2 separate regions of the Anser cygnoides genome follow, and region 1 is linked to region 2. A link is a contact called in public Hi-C data. All regions are on one chromosome and are shown on one strand. The core of a region is the stretch at or near the end of the contact, and the rest is flanking DNA. Distances in the headings are between cores, read along the strand shown. Region 1 overlaps RIN2 (Ras and Rab interactor 2). Region 2 overlaps RIN2 (Ras and Rab interactor 2).

Region 1 (6,057 bases), core at 118-2,617, 87 kb before region 2:
TGAAGATATAAGGCAGGAAAGAACTTCATAAGATAATTACTGCCGTCTTCCAGTAGAACATACAAGAGAGGAACTGCCTGACCATCAGGACCTGCGAGTTAATTTTCACAAAACCTGCCTCATTTGGGGAGTTATTACATCCCACCTGCAATGAGCAATAAGTCAATCAGAAGCTTATAATCACAGAATCACAGAATCACAGAATCGTCTAGGTTGGAAGAGACCTCCAAGATCATCTAGTCCAACCTCTGTCCTAACACTAACAAGACCTCCACTAAACCATATCACTAAGGGCTACATCTAAATGTCTTTTAAAGATCTCCAGGGATGGCGACTCAACCACCTCCCTGGGCAGTCCATTCCAATGCCTAACAACCCTTTCAGTAAAGAAGTTCTTCCTAACATCCAACCTAAACCTCCCCTGGCGCAACTTTAGCCCATTCCCCCTCGTCCTGTCACCAGGCATGTGGGAGAATAGACCAACCCCCACCTCGCTACAGCCTCCTTTAAGGTACCTGTAGAGAGCGATGAGGTCTCCCCTGAGCCTCCTCTTCTCCAGGCTAAACAACCCCAGCTCCCTCAGCTGCTCCTCGTAAGCCTTGTTCTCCAGACCCCTCACCAGCTTCTTTGCCCTTCTCTGGACTCTCTCGAGCACCTCCGTGTCCTTCTTGTAGCGAGGGGCCCAAAACTGAACACAGTACTCGAGGTGCGGCCTCACCAGAGCCGAGTACAGGGGGACAATCACCTCCCTAGACCTGCTGGCCGCACTGCTTCTTATACAGGCCAGGATGCTGTTGGCCTTCTTGGCCACCCGAGCACACTGCTGGCTCATATTCAGCTGACTATCAACCAGTACTCCCAGGTCCTTCTCGGCCAGGAAGCTTTCCAACCACTCGTCTCCCAGCCTGTAGCGCTGCTTGGGGTTGTTACGCCCCAGATGCAGGACCTGGCACTTGGCCCTGTTGAACTGCATACAGTTGGCCTCAGCCCATCGTTCCAGCCTATCCAGATCCTCCTGCAGAGCCTTCCTTCCCTCGAGCAGATCAACACACGCACCTAACTTGGTGTCATCTGCAAACTTACTGAGGGTGCACTCGATCCCCTCATCCAGGTCATTGATAAAGATATTAAAGAGGACTGGCCCCAGCACTGAGCCCTGGGGGACTCCACTAGTAACCGGCCTCCAACTGGATTTGGCTTCATTCACCACTACTCTTTGGGCCCGGCCATCCAGCCAGTTTTTAACCTAACAAAGCGTATGCCAGTCCAAGTTAATCATTAGCTGCAAAACAAACACAGCAGAGATCACAGGGTGTAAGCTTCCCCTGGCCACCCCCAGGCAACCATCTGCCAGAACCAAACAGACCCAAACCTGTGAGTCAGTGCCACCTATTCCCACTTTAAGGTCCCTGGGGAGAACGGACACATCAGTGAGAGCAGGGTCCAAACAACTCTGGGTATTTTGCAAGGCGCTGGGGTCAGAGAGCCACAGAGGCATGAGAAACCACAGTAAAGAAAGGCATAGCTTGCTGTGCTGGACAGCCCCATTTTGCAGGTGAAGGAAGGTGAAACTGACTGCCAAACCACTAGGCAAATGCACGAGGGCCAGTCTCATGACAGCGCAGCAGAAATCCCTGACCCCACCCACGTCCCTTTGTAGCATCAAACCACTCTGCTGTCCTGCAACAGCTGAGGCTGAAACTTTAGACGGCTTTGCACACAGCCAGCCACTGCCGCCTGTACAGCCTCCTGGGAACACCAGGAGGCAGCTGACAGCCCCTGTGCGGGGACACGCGGCACATGAGCATGTCCTGGACCAAATCCTGGGCAGCAGGCAGAGATGTTCCTTTCTATACTCCACCATGATGTCTCCCTGCTGCTGACACACAGAGATCACAGCTATCCCAACACCCAGGACACGCTGAGCATCCAGCTGAGTCCCTTGATCATAACCTCTACCTCCTGGCAAGGACACCCACGTCCTGTGATGCAGCATTTGGTCTTGCGCAGGGCTTTGACTGATAGTAAACAACCCTACCCCTCCCCACAGAAATTAAGCAAAACAAAATATGAGCAATTGCCAGGCCCCAAAAAATCCAGGCCTTAAAAATACATATCTCTAAGACAGTAATTGCTGAGCTGCTCTGATCTACCGGGCTCACTGGAACAAAAGCTTCTTCTATTTACCAGGCCCCTAATTTTACTGCTGGTTAGCTATTCTCTGCAGAGTTCAACCATCACTCCAGATCCCAGTTCGTACACTGCAGACCAACTAAATCTATTCTCATTATTTCCCCAAGAATATTTACTTTTTTAAGCAGCTCTTAGTATTTTCATTACTGTGGCAGCAATTTGTCTCTGTGACATTCTCAGAATGGAAACAGTGGACACTATCCAAACCTCAGGACAAAGCCAAAAATATTTCCCTGCTCTGCTGGTACTCAAAATCATCCATGAGATGTTCAAACCAGCATGTCTTTTCAGCCAGATTCCCGCAGAGCCAAGGCAACCAGATCCCAAGGACTTGCATTCACAGACGCCTCCGACCGCAGACAGATCCTGTGGAGGATTAGCAGCAGGGCTCAAAGACAGATCTCGACGTGGTACAGGAAGGTGCACTCAGGGTGACGCTGCCCAGGCTCTTCACACCGGCAAGCCCTTGTTAGACATACAAAGAGACTTTGTGATTTCCCCTGCTTTTGCAGTAGAAATGACTGTAAAACAACTGCATCAATGGTAAGTCTGCAGTATTGATTTGTGTGTGAATTTTGACAGAGAAAACTTGACCTCATCAGGCAATGGTGTTTAGTGGCCATTAGGAACTGATTTGTTTTGGTACTGAAGGGAATCTATTTTCAACTCTTCTGATTGCATCCTCTACTTCTGTCCTATGACTGAGTGTAATTCTGTGATGAGGGTGATTTCCTGTCTGCCCGCCTGAACCCTTGCTGTCAGCTCCCACTGCACACTCTGGTCACCAGTTTCCAGGCTCAAGAGCTATGTTCTGGCTCTGTATTTGCAAAATGCACACTACAGAGGAGTCTTAATCCATGACTGCGGCTGCTAGGTGTTGTTGCAACACAAGGACCTTACGAGAAAATAAAAACCATCATCAGGTCCAATCTCACTGGCCTCACCATGCAGTTTCTGGTTCAACTTAGACGCAGGAACCAGGCCCCTGACACCACAAAGCCTAGGCTTACTTGCCTCTCTCCAGAGAAATGATGCAAGCCGCCCTGCTTTAAGACACTTTGCTGAACTGGCACCCACTGCAGCAATACTGAGTTCATGCACACTGCTGGCATAGTTCTGGGAAATAAAGTGACTTTTGGAACAACAAAAGGCTTTTAGAGTTATCGGACATCTCCAAAAGGAGACCAAAAGGCTCATGGTGTGACAGATACCTCCGACAGAGCTCATTCACCATGCACAGACTGATGTGCATGCAGCATCATGAAAGACAAGGCATGACCCACAGGACAAAGGACCTTTTTCAGTGTTTTCTGGGTAGCAAATGAAGTATCAGCTTGGACAATGGCTACAAATTTGCTTTAAATCCACAAGTCCCTGATTCCCAAGCCAACACTGTTTTTGTTAAAGGGGGAGCTGGAAAGGAATCTAATCAGCTTTATCACTCAGAGTTGGTCTGCTATCTGCCAGTGCCAAACATCCCAGCAGGAAAACCCCAGGGAAAAGGAGCAGTTTGCTGCATTTACAGTGGGTGAGCATTCTCCCTGATTGCCCCTTCAGGGAGCAGTACGGGTAACATACAAGTAAGGACGTGAGAGGCAGAGGAGTCTGTTCAGCAGCATGCCCAGGAGCTGTGCAGCAGCTTACTTCTGCTGATGGCCCAGCTGCTGGGCACACCCTCTTTGTTCTGGGGTGTGCAGGGGCTTTACCAGGGTGTTCAGAAAGGCTGCAGCCTCTGAACTGTGAGGACCCTTTGGCAGCACCTCTACAGAAACTGATGCCTCCCTCTTCTGAAACCCCAGCAATTCCTTTTTGTTCTGCCTGCAGTCTGCTTATTGATGGCCTGACTTTCTGCAGGACAGGGAGTGACTCTACCAGCTTCTTCCCTCTGCTCTTCTGATGCTTGGGGTTTCGTTCACACATGGCCATTCCCACAGCTGTGTGTTCCTGTTATGTTTCTGTTAGGAATGTGGATCTTGTTTGATTTGTTATCAGGTCCCTTCTTTGCTTTCAAGTCTGCAACAGACATCAGTGAAAGAGCAGGCCTACAGCCACTAAAAACCACTGGCAGAACAAAATTTCTTAGTGTACGGGGCTACAAGAGCAGCATACAGACCCAACAGTTGGCACTAAGTTCTCCTTAAACTACTGCTTCACTAGCTAACATGTTTTCCGTTTTTGGTCACTGAACAAAGAAGAGTAACAAAAAACATTCCAATTCCCACTGCCCAAAACTCCTCTGCAATCCAGAAGAAAAAAAAGCTCATGAATACGATCTTAAAACCAAAGGTCAGTAATGACCCCAGTCTGAATTACTCGTTGTCTGAGAAATTAAAGCTTAAAAGATTAAGATGCATGCAAGTGAACCGTATGACACAAATAGCTTAAAAATAGATTACGAAAGTCCCAGCCTCTTCAATAAAAAGGGTTCTACCTGGTTATTAAACCTCTGTTCATAGTTTTCTCTACTCAGCTCTTCACTATTTGTAACATTGGTATCTTAGATATATTTACACACCCTGAAATAAAGCTGAGTGCATATCAGCTCATGATCTTGAGAGGCATTCTTAGTTTACACAATGGCTTACCATGACTTGGACAGAGGAAGAAACTTCTGAATTCTACTTTCTCAGGTAAAATACCACTGAAGCAGAAGAAAGCAGAGAAGATTGCCAAAGTAGTCCTTTTTTTTTTTACTCCAGTATAGGAGTATACATGAGGAATGACATATGACCACCAGATAGACTCCTTGACTGAAGAATTAACCAGAAAGGCCCCTAAAAAGACTGTTTCCAGCACAAGAAGTCTCTGGCACAACCCAGCATCGAGGTACACCGCAACCAGAACAGCCAGTCCCAACCTAGGGAAGGGTGAAACAGGGAAACTAGAACTCAACTGCCAAACACAGCTATTTAGATGGTAATTAACAAATCCAAGTTATGCAGATTAAAAATGACTGCTTAATGCTTGCAACTCATGCGGCTGTATTGCTTTCACTTATGCACTTTTCACTAACCTCTCCTAATCCCTCATCCTCTTCTGTGCAAGAGGCTGCAGTACAGTGTTGGATGAGGACAGAGAAGGACTGGATAGAGCAGCAGAGCTGCAAAAAGCAAGAAGAATGTAGATGGAGGAATTTTTAAAACTGAACAAACTCTGCTTGGACTGGCTTGAATGTGAACTGAATTAAGCAAGCATTGCCTGCTTCCAAGAATCCCACATCCTTGCCACCAAGGATGACGAGAAGGCAGTGGAAGGAGATGGAAGAATTTGTGAAACATAAATATGAGAGTGAGAGAAAAGAGGACAGAGAGACTGAGGCTTGGATGGGACCCTGGGCTAAGGTCAACCTCCCCATGCCTCTCCAGGGCTGTACTGTTGATTTGCAGTCATGGAAAAATCCTAATGCAAACTGTCACAACACAGGCTGCAGCCTCCATGCCTGAATCTCTGCCCTGCTATGCAGCACTCACTACCACAAAGCACTGATGAACTTCTATTTGAAGGGCTGCATTTTATAGCATTGCAACTCTTGCAGCATTCTCTCACTTTCTTGTACCTTCTCTTTGCCAATGGAAAGCAAATAAAACAGACACGACAGTCAAACAGATGGTGTTTAGGATATGTGACTTAGCTGTACAATTGAAAGATTAGCATCCCAGGTATACTGACAACAGAAGAAACAGCTATAGAGATGTCTGTTCTGCAGCACATTAGCATTTGGGGAAGCAAGGACAGTATTAAAGTATTCAAAGTATTTTATCTTAAAGTATTTCCATACACTAAAACCATCTACAGCTTAAAAATTGCACCTACTGACTAGATTAAATTACTCAAATCTTCCTCTGTGTATGCGTGTATGTGCAT
Region 2 (6,554 bases), core at 1,434-3,933:
AGAAGTGCTGGGCTACCCAAGCTTTAGCACATGGCTCCTATTCATCACACACAAGATTTTGGAAGCAGAAGAGGAAGGCTGCTGCAAATAGACTTAGCAAGGATAACAGCTATCATCTCTTCTGTGGATGAGGTTTTGTGGCAGAACAGCTGAAGGGCTAAAGCACTGACTTAAGAAACAGAACAGTGCTTCTCTCCCTGGCTTCTCAAGAGACCCAGGGGATCATTTGTGTTAGAGGTTACCTTAAGCCTCATTGACTCAGACTGTAAGAACAGCATAGAAAATTCCTCTTACTGTGTGGTTTTATAACACCTGGCACGAAAGACTTTGATCTGATCATGACTGTGAACCTCTCTGAAAAACCTAAACAGGAGATCTGTTCCTTAACCCAGTATGACAGCTAACCACCAAGGGAGCTGCCCACTATAGCTGTCTGAGCTATCAGAGTGAAGGAAAGGAAAAGAGCTCTTTTCTCCTCTTCCTAACAGGGACAGCAAGGAAGTAACAAAGAGTTTGCACATATGGGTAACCAGTATCTGGAAAATTCTTTACGCAGTCCATGAAAAAAAAATCCATTTTAATTAAATACTTTCATTTTACCCACTGCTGTGCACTAAATTAAACTGCTTCAACATTAATACATAAAACCATTATTCTGAGCATGCATAAGTAAGTCAATGCACGCATGTGTGTATAAAAACTATACAATTAAGCACTGTTTAAAATGCAAATGACACATGATAAAGACTCCATCCTGATCGTATTAAATCTTGACTTTGGATGTTGTACTACATCCTCAGTTGTTTAAAACTAGTGTAAACAAAATGAAATCAATGGAACTAGTAATAATTTACATCAGTGGAAAATCTGGACCTTTGATTTTTAAATACTACTAGCAAGAATTGCAAAAAACAAGCAACAGAAATCCAGTTTGTGATATGTGGCCAGATGTTATTTTTCTTCTTTTACAGTAATAGCTCAAAAATAACAAATTTAAAACAGAAACTCTAATAAGACTTCTTCTGGGATGGATCTTGGAGTTACATCAGCTTTCACCCCTGAAGGCAGTGAAATTTAAATTACAACTTGAGGCCCTCGTTTACACGTTCATGTGTAATTTGTAAAATTCCAGAACACACTGAAATATAAAGCATGTGCATATAACTATTCGCTCTGATTTTCTTCATTATCAGCCTTACTCTCTCCACCCTTCTAGCAGCACAAAGGGACTTTAAAAGAGGAGAAAATTGTATTTGTATTGCTGAAGGCTCCTCTCTATAGGTGTAAGCTTGTAGAAACGGTCTTAGCAGAAGTATGAACAAAACCCTTTCATCTGGAAGCTTCACACTTCAGTGTTTCACTAAATAAAAATAACTTAAACAAATGTTTAGTTAGGGCTCAGACGAGTCGAAATTTCCATGCCTGGCCTCCTTTTTTCTCTTTGGGATAGTACTAAAGCACTAAAGGCCACAAGATCTTTCAGAACAACGGAACAACAACAGCTCTATTACTGTTCCACCTCCAGGTCAGACCCTTTTACATGGGGTAGTGCAGTCACATCACACAGAGCAGATTCTGAAGTACATCACAGCTGGGTGACAGAAGGACCAGGCAACACCTCTGCGAGCCACGCCCTGCTGCCGCAGCTGCCACCTCAGCCCCAGCAGGACAGCTGCTGTGACTGCTGCCTGGCCTCTGGGAAGACGTGGGGCACCCTGCTGCTCCTCCTCACCTGGCCTTAACCCCCATGAAGGCTGTTCTCCGAGCAGGAGGTGGCCCTGTCCTCTGCTGGCAGAGCTGGCCCTAACAGTGGATGTCAGCCCACCAGGCTGGCAGTCCCACATCCTCTTCTTTCCCATGTTATGCCTGCTTTGCTGGTGTGCTGGCAACTACAGAAGGACAATTTTGGCAGGGGAAGAGCAGAAGTGATCTACATTACTTTCTAGCTGTGAGGAAGCAATTTAGGTTGTAACAGATGCATATGCTCCCACTAGCCCCATGCTGGTCTGAGAAGCATCAGCACAGAGAAGGCTAGGGCACCCGCAGCCTCTCAGCAGGCTGTGATGAGGCGCCCGTGCCTCAGCCCCAGACCTTTCAACTGCCTCCATTTTAACCGACCTGCTCTCTTGTCAGCAGTGACATTTTGCAAATTACAACTCAACCCACACAACACGATGGTTGCAGCTATATTTTAAACAAAAGACTGTATAGCGTGAACAACTCCTTTATTAAGCGGCGTCAACCTTTTTTAAAGCCTACCTGGAATGATGCTGACAGATCCCACGCTGGGCCCCATGTCAGGGTAACGCGCTCCCTGCACCAGGGCTGGATGCCTGGGGCCTGCAGGATGCCCTCCCCGAGCACACCTCCGCAGGGTCTCTGGGGATTTTAGGGGGATTGGCACCATGCTGGCAACAAACCTGAGCAACCACATGACTGCACTTTGGACCTACAGATCCTTTAATTTGGCACGATCAACTTGGAGCATTGCCCCACCAATGTTTACATGGTGCTTCGTACAGACCTTGCTTAAGAGAGCCAGAAGCACACGCTGAGCCCGCCCTCATGTTGGGTAGCTCTCACATTTTACCTACAGCCCTGCACCATCATCCCAAATTCTGTCTCTGTTATCAGTGATCTCTCCTCGGGGGGACAGAACTAGGATTTAGGAAGTTTTCTGTTGCTTTGGCTTAAGCTTAATGACCCCTGCTGCGGCGCAACCCCCCCAGCAAGTTTGCTCTCTCATGCTGCCTCTCGCCGCAAGCCTACGGCACCCCTCTGCAGTGAGGCCCAGGGTCACGGCACAAGTATAATTTGCTGCATTCACTGCAGCAACAGCGAGGCCATCGGCTTGTCCAGCAGCAGAGGTGCCCGGTACTGGGCCCACTACTCTGAATTCCTCCAGCATATACTGCAGGCAATGGGTTCATTTGGTGCTCACGTGGCTCTCACACCTCTGTCCATAAGCACTCAACTATAATTTGCCATAGGTTAAATATTAGTGGACACTTGAAGCTTGGACCAGCTTGGGGCCAGGTCAAAAAGCCTCAAACCTCAGGCTCTGCTAAAACGTTGCTTTGAGTTAACATGCAGCTTCTCAGCCTGTAAGCAAGATGGAAAGCTGCATACATGCAGGGATAACACAGGCATGCTACACACAAAGGCAAGAGCCACTGCAGATGTCAACTCAAGAGCTCAGCCCAAGAGACAAACTATATGGACAAAAAAAAAAAAAATCAGCCTATCATCAAAGACCACCAAGATTTAAAAGTAAAAATAAAAGGCAATGCCTCCCATCCCCTCCCCAACTCAAATGGAGTAATTCTCTGATCTATGCAGAAACTCACAAAAACTGAGAATCCTTTGAAACATTTTACATTTCAGTGCATGCCCTCTAAAGTTATCCTTTAAAACAGCACTTGTGCATAAGCTCACACAAAACCACCTCAGCAACAGAACTTGCTGTAGCTACGACTGGATTTCAAACTCCGTGTCAAGCCGCCCTTTTCAATTACTTCTATGAAACACACTTCTTCAGAGCTGGTATTTTGCATAGCCTCCTTCACCCCTATTCATTGTGAATTTTTCTCCTCTAAAGTTTGAGCAAAGGAAGCTTACTCATTATTTGGGTTAGGAAAGATACTGTTCTCCATGTGCTTTGATCAGAAACTTTATTCGAACAAAAACAAGGCACTGAAATCAGAAATTTCTGTTCAGGCTCTTTTGTAGATCTTGCTGAACCTGGAATTGCTAACCCTGCATAATCTGTCTAATCCAGAATTTGAGGAGCTTAAGTCTTTGACATACCAATCTAATCTGCAAAGAAAGCCAAATTTGAACATTATAATTCAAGATACGTAACCGCATGTAATATTTTTAATGAGAAGAGCGAATACAGAGTCAGAGAGAACAGTGGATTTTACAAGACCTGGATTCAACAAACACTAAGACAAGTGACTACATTCCCTAACTCCTTGATATCACAAGTCCAAAAAATTAACAACCAAAAAATTAGAGTAGCTTAGATTTATTTTTTTTATTTCTTCTTTAAAATCACCAATCTGTTATGGGTTCACTAATGGCCATACCAATATGGCTTCAATAAAATTAGTGAATTAGTAAAAACAATGACCTTACTGCTTAAGCCTAAAATCTAAAAGTGGCAATTTCTACCTCTGCCTTAATATAAGTAATGTTTTTTATGGTACTGCAAAACCACACATATTCTTTTGTTTTGACAAGTGTGAAACAAAGTGAAAGCCAGCATACGGATTTCCATAAGCTGCACTTTGTCTCTTGATGTCACAGGGACCATAAGCTGGGGGAGCTGCTGGAAGGCACACGGGGCGAGCAGGCCACAGAAACCCAACCAGGAGCTCATCGTCTGTGAGATGCCAAAGAACAGTTTTGCAGTCTGCAGTTGTGCGCCACTCAGTGCTTTCGGTTCAGTTAATGACAGAGCAAGAACAGGAGGACAGTCTGGTTACGCACAACCCCACCATGCTGGTGTTATCACGTGCCAAAGCTGCAGATGCTGCTGCCGTATTCCTCCCTGCTATATAGAGCAGGAATAACCTGTTGGTCAGGAATATCTGGTGCAGTCCTACAGAAAATCCTCCTTGCTCCCACTTTTGGGCAAGGGACAGGTATCTGTCCTACCTGCTCAAATGAATGTTGAAAATAATGTGTTGTTGAGGGCTAAACCATCAGTTGATGTCAACCAACAGAGCCTCTCGGACTTACATCTGTATCTGTCCAGAGTTTGCCTACAGGTTGTCAACTTAATCTACTGTCAACAACAGGAAACAATTTGAATTACTCACAAGTCCTCCTCCCAAAATCTGTTTGTGCTATAGAATAGCCATGGCTTGCAGACTTTTGCAGCCCTGTGAGAACTTGCATCTGTTCTGAGCTCCAAAATAGTTTAAAAAGCCAGCTGTCATTCGCTCTGGGAGAAACCAGCAGCATAATAAAATGCTGCAGGAAATATGTTCACAAAAGAGGAGCGTGGTAGAAATAGGATGCTGGGGAGAATTATGACATTTTACAAAAATGCAGCAATATTTTCAAATGCTTAAGTGGACAATTTGCATTTACCATGACAGAAGTATATCTCAGGTATGTAAAAAAAACAAACCACACTATCCTGGTATCTGGCCAAACTAGGACATCTACATCTGAAACACATTTACTTTTATTACAGCTGTGAGCTGTTATTTTTATTTGAGTAATGTCTTGAGGCTATGATAGGCTGAGCAGCTTGCATCTGCTAACTAAGTGTCAATCTCTGATTCCATCAGAAAGATGGTCAAAAAAGCATCACGAACACAGTCACTTGCACAGATTTTGAAGTGGTAGTAATTCCTTATAGTGCACTTACAGTGCACATCAGCACAGTTCAACTGTGCCCTGCAGCACCAGTCAGTATTAGCTGGGCTGTCGTGCCACTGAGGCAGCGAGGAGACCTGACCAGCACCTCCCAACATATCCATGCCTTAGCAGGGAGGGGAAAACAGGAGCAGGGCTGGGAGCAAGGCAGTGTCCCACCTTTCCCCTGAGCACCTGCAGCAGGCATGCAGGGTGAGAGGCAACTGCCAGCATTCACCAGGAATATCTGAGAGGACCTCAGTGGTTCTTTCCAGCTAACAGCCCGCAAACCTACAATAGTTCAACTTTCCATGCTTGGTATACAGAAACCCAAGTTTGTTTTCTTCCAAGAGAAACAGGTATCTCAATTTTTTTTCACCTCCCTAGAAATTGAGGTCTCAGGCTTCATATAAAACTCTTAGATTCCCAGAGCAATGCACCACAGCAATGCAGCCTGGCAGCCTCAGGTATCAGAGAAGTTTAAAAACCACTTCAGGAGGGTAAGATGTAATATTTATTAATCCGTCTGAAGTACTGCTTTGTTTCTTCATACCTTTTAAATTCAACGATTTGGAAGCAACAATTCCTCTTCAGCATTTTAAACCTATCTGAATGTAGTGGAAAAGGCAGCAGCACAATCACAAAAGGAATAACCCAAGCTCAGTAAAAGTTACAGAAAGAAAGTCTTATTTCTCTAGATATTAAGAACAAGCGGGGAAAAAGGGGGGGGGGGGGAAGAGTTCTGGGAATTTTCAAGTCATTTTGGAGGGGAAAAAAAAATCATAAAAAAGAGATACATTCCTCCCCCCCCCCCCCCCCCCCCCCCCATTGATGTCACTTTAAACATGCATTCTTACTATGTAACTGTAATAATTGATTGGTGATATACTTGGGAAAGTATTTTCCTCCTCGTTGTACTGAAGAATGTTGATATTTTCTACCTGCATTTTTCTCTGGAGATAACGTAGGCAGCTCCTTTAGAGGTGATGTAACTGGAAAAAAATGCATCTATCCCTCATGAAGTCGTGTGCGCAAACACAATCCATCAGATCTTCCACAGAATACCCAAGTTCCATTGCAAAACAGTTTCCTTTCTTAAAAACACATTTATTTTTACTGTGGCCCACTCCATCAAGTACGACTGGAATCCCATGAGCCCATAACTTAAAAGCCGTTTTATCCCGACT

Evidence for each region. A called contact is a pair of places that touch in the nucleus more often than the background predicts.
Region 1: a contact with region 2 is called in a Hi-C map of liver, with 9 times the contacts expected there. The contact joins two enhancer-like sites. A contact is called at or near these places in 2 of 7 Hi-C or Micro-C datasets (both in liver).

The regions. Positions count from the first base shown.
Region 1 is chr3:11,294,726-11,300,782 of Taihu_goose_T2T_genome, reverse strand. The region is part of intron 6 of RIN2 (Ras and Rab interactor 2); the gene reads right to left. Among named protein-coding and RNA genes, the nearest start is that of RIN2, 140 kb to the right of the region's middle. Within about 2 kb of position 1,367, at least 3 of the 3 cell types and tissues checked have open chromatin away from gene starts, as enhancers often do. A contact at or near this core is called in liver, where this site is marked.
Region 2 is chr3:11,208,715-11,215,268 of Taihu_goose_T2T_genome, reverse strand. All of the region lies in intron 2 of RIN2 (Ras and Rab interactor 2), which reads right to left. Among named protein-coding and RNA genes, the nearest start is that of RIN2, 52 kb to the right of the region's middle. Within about 2 kb of position 2,683, at least 1 of the 3 cell types and tissues checked has open chromatin away from gene starts, as enhancers often do. A contact at or near this core is called in liver, where this site is marked.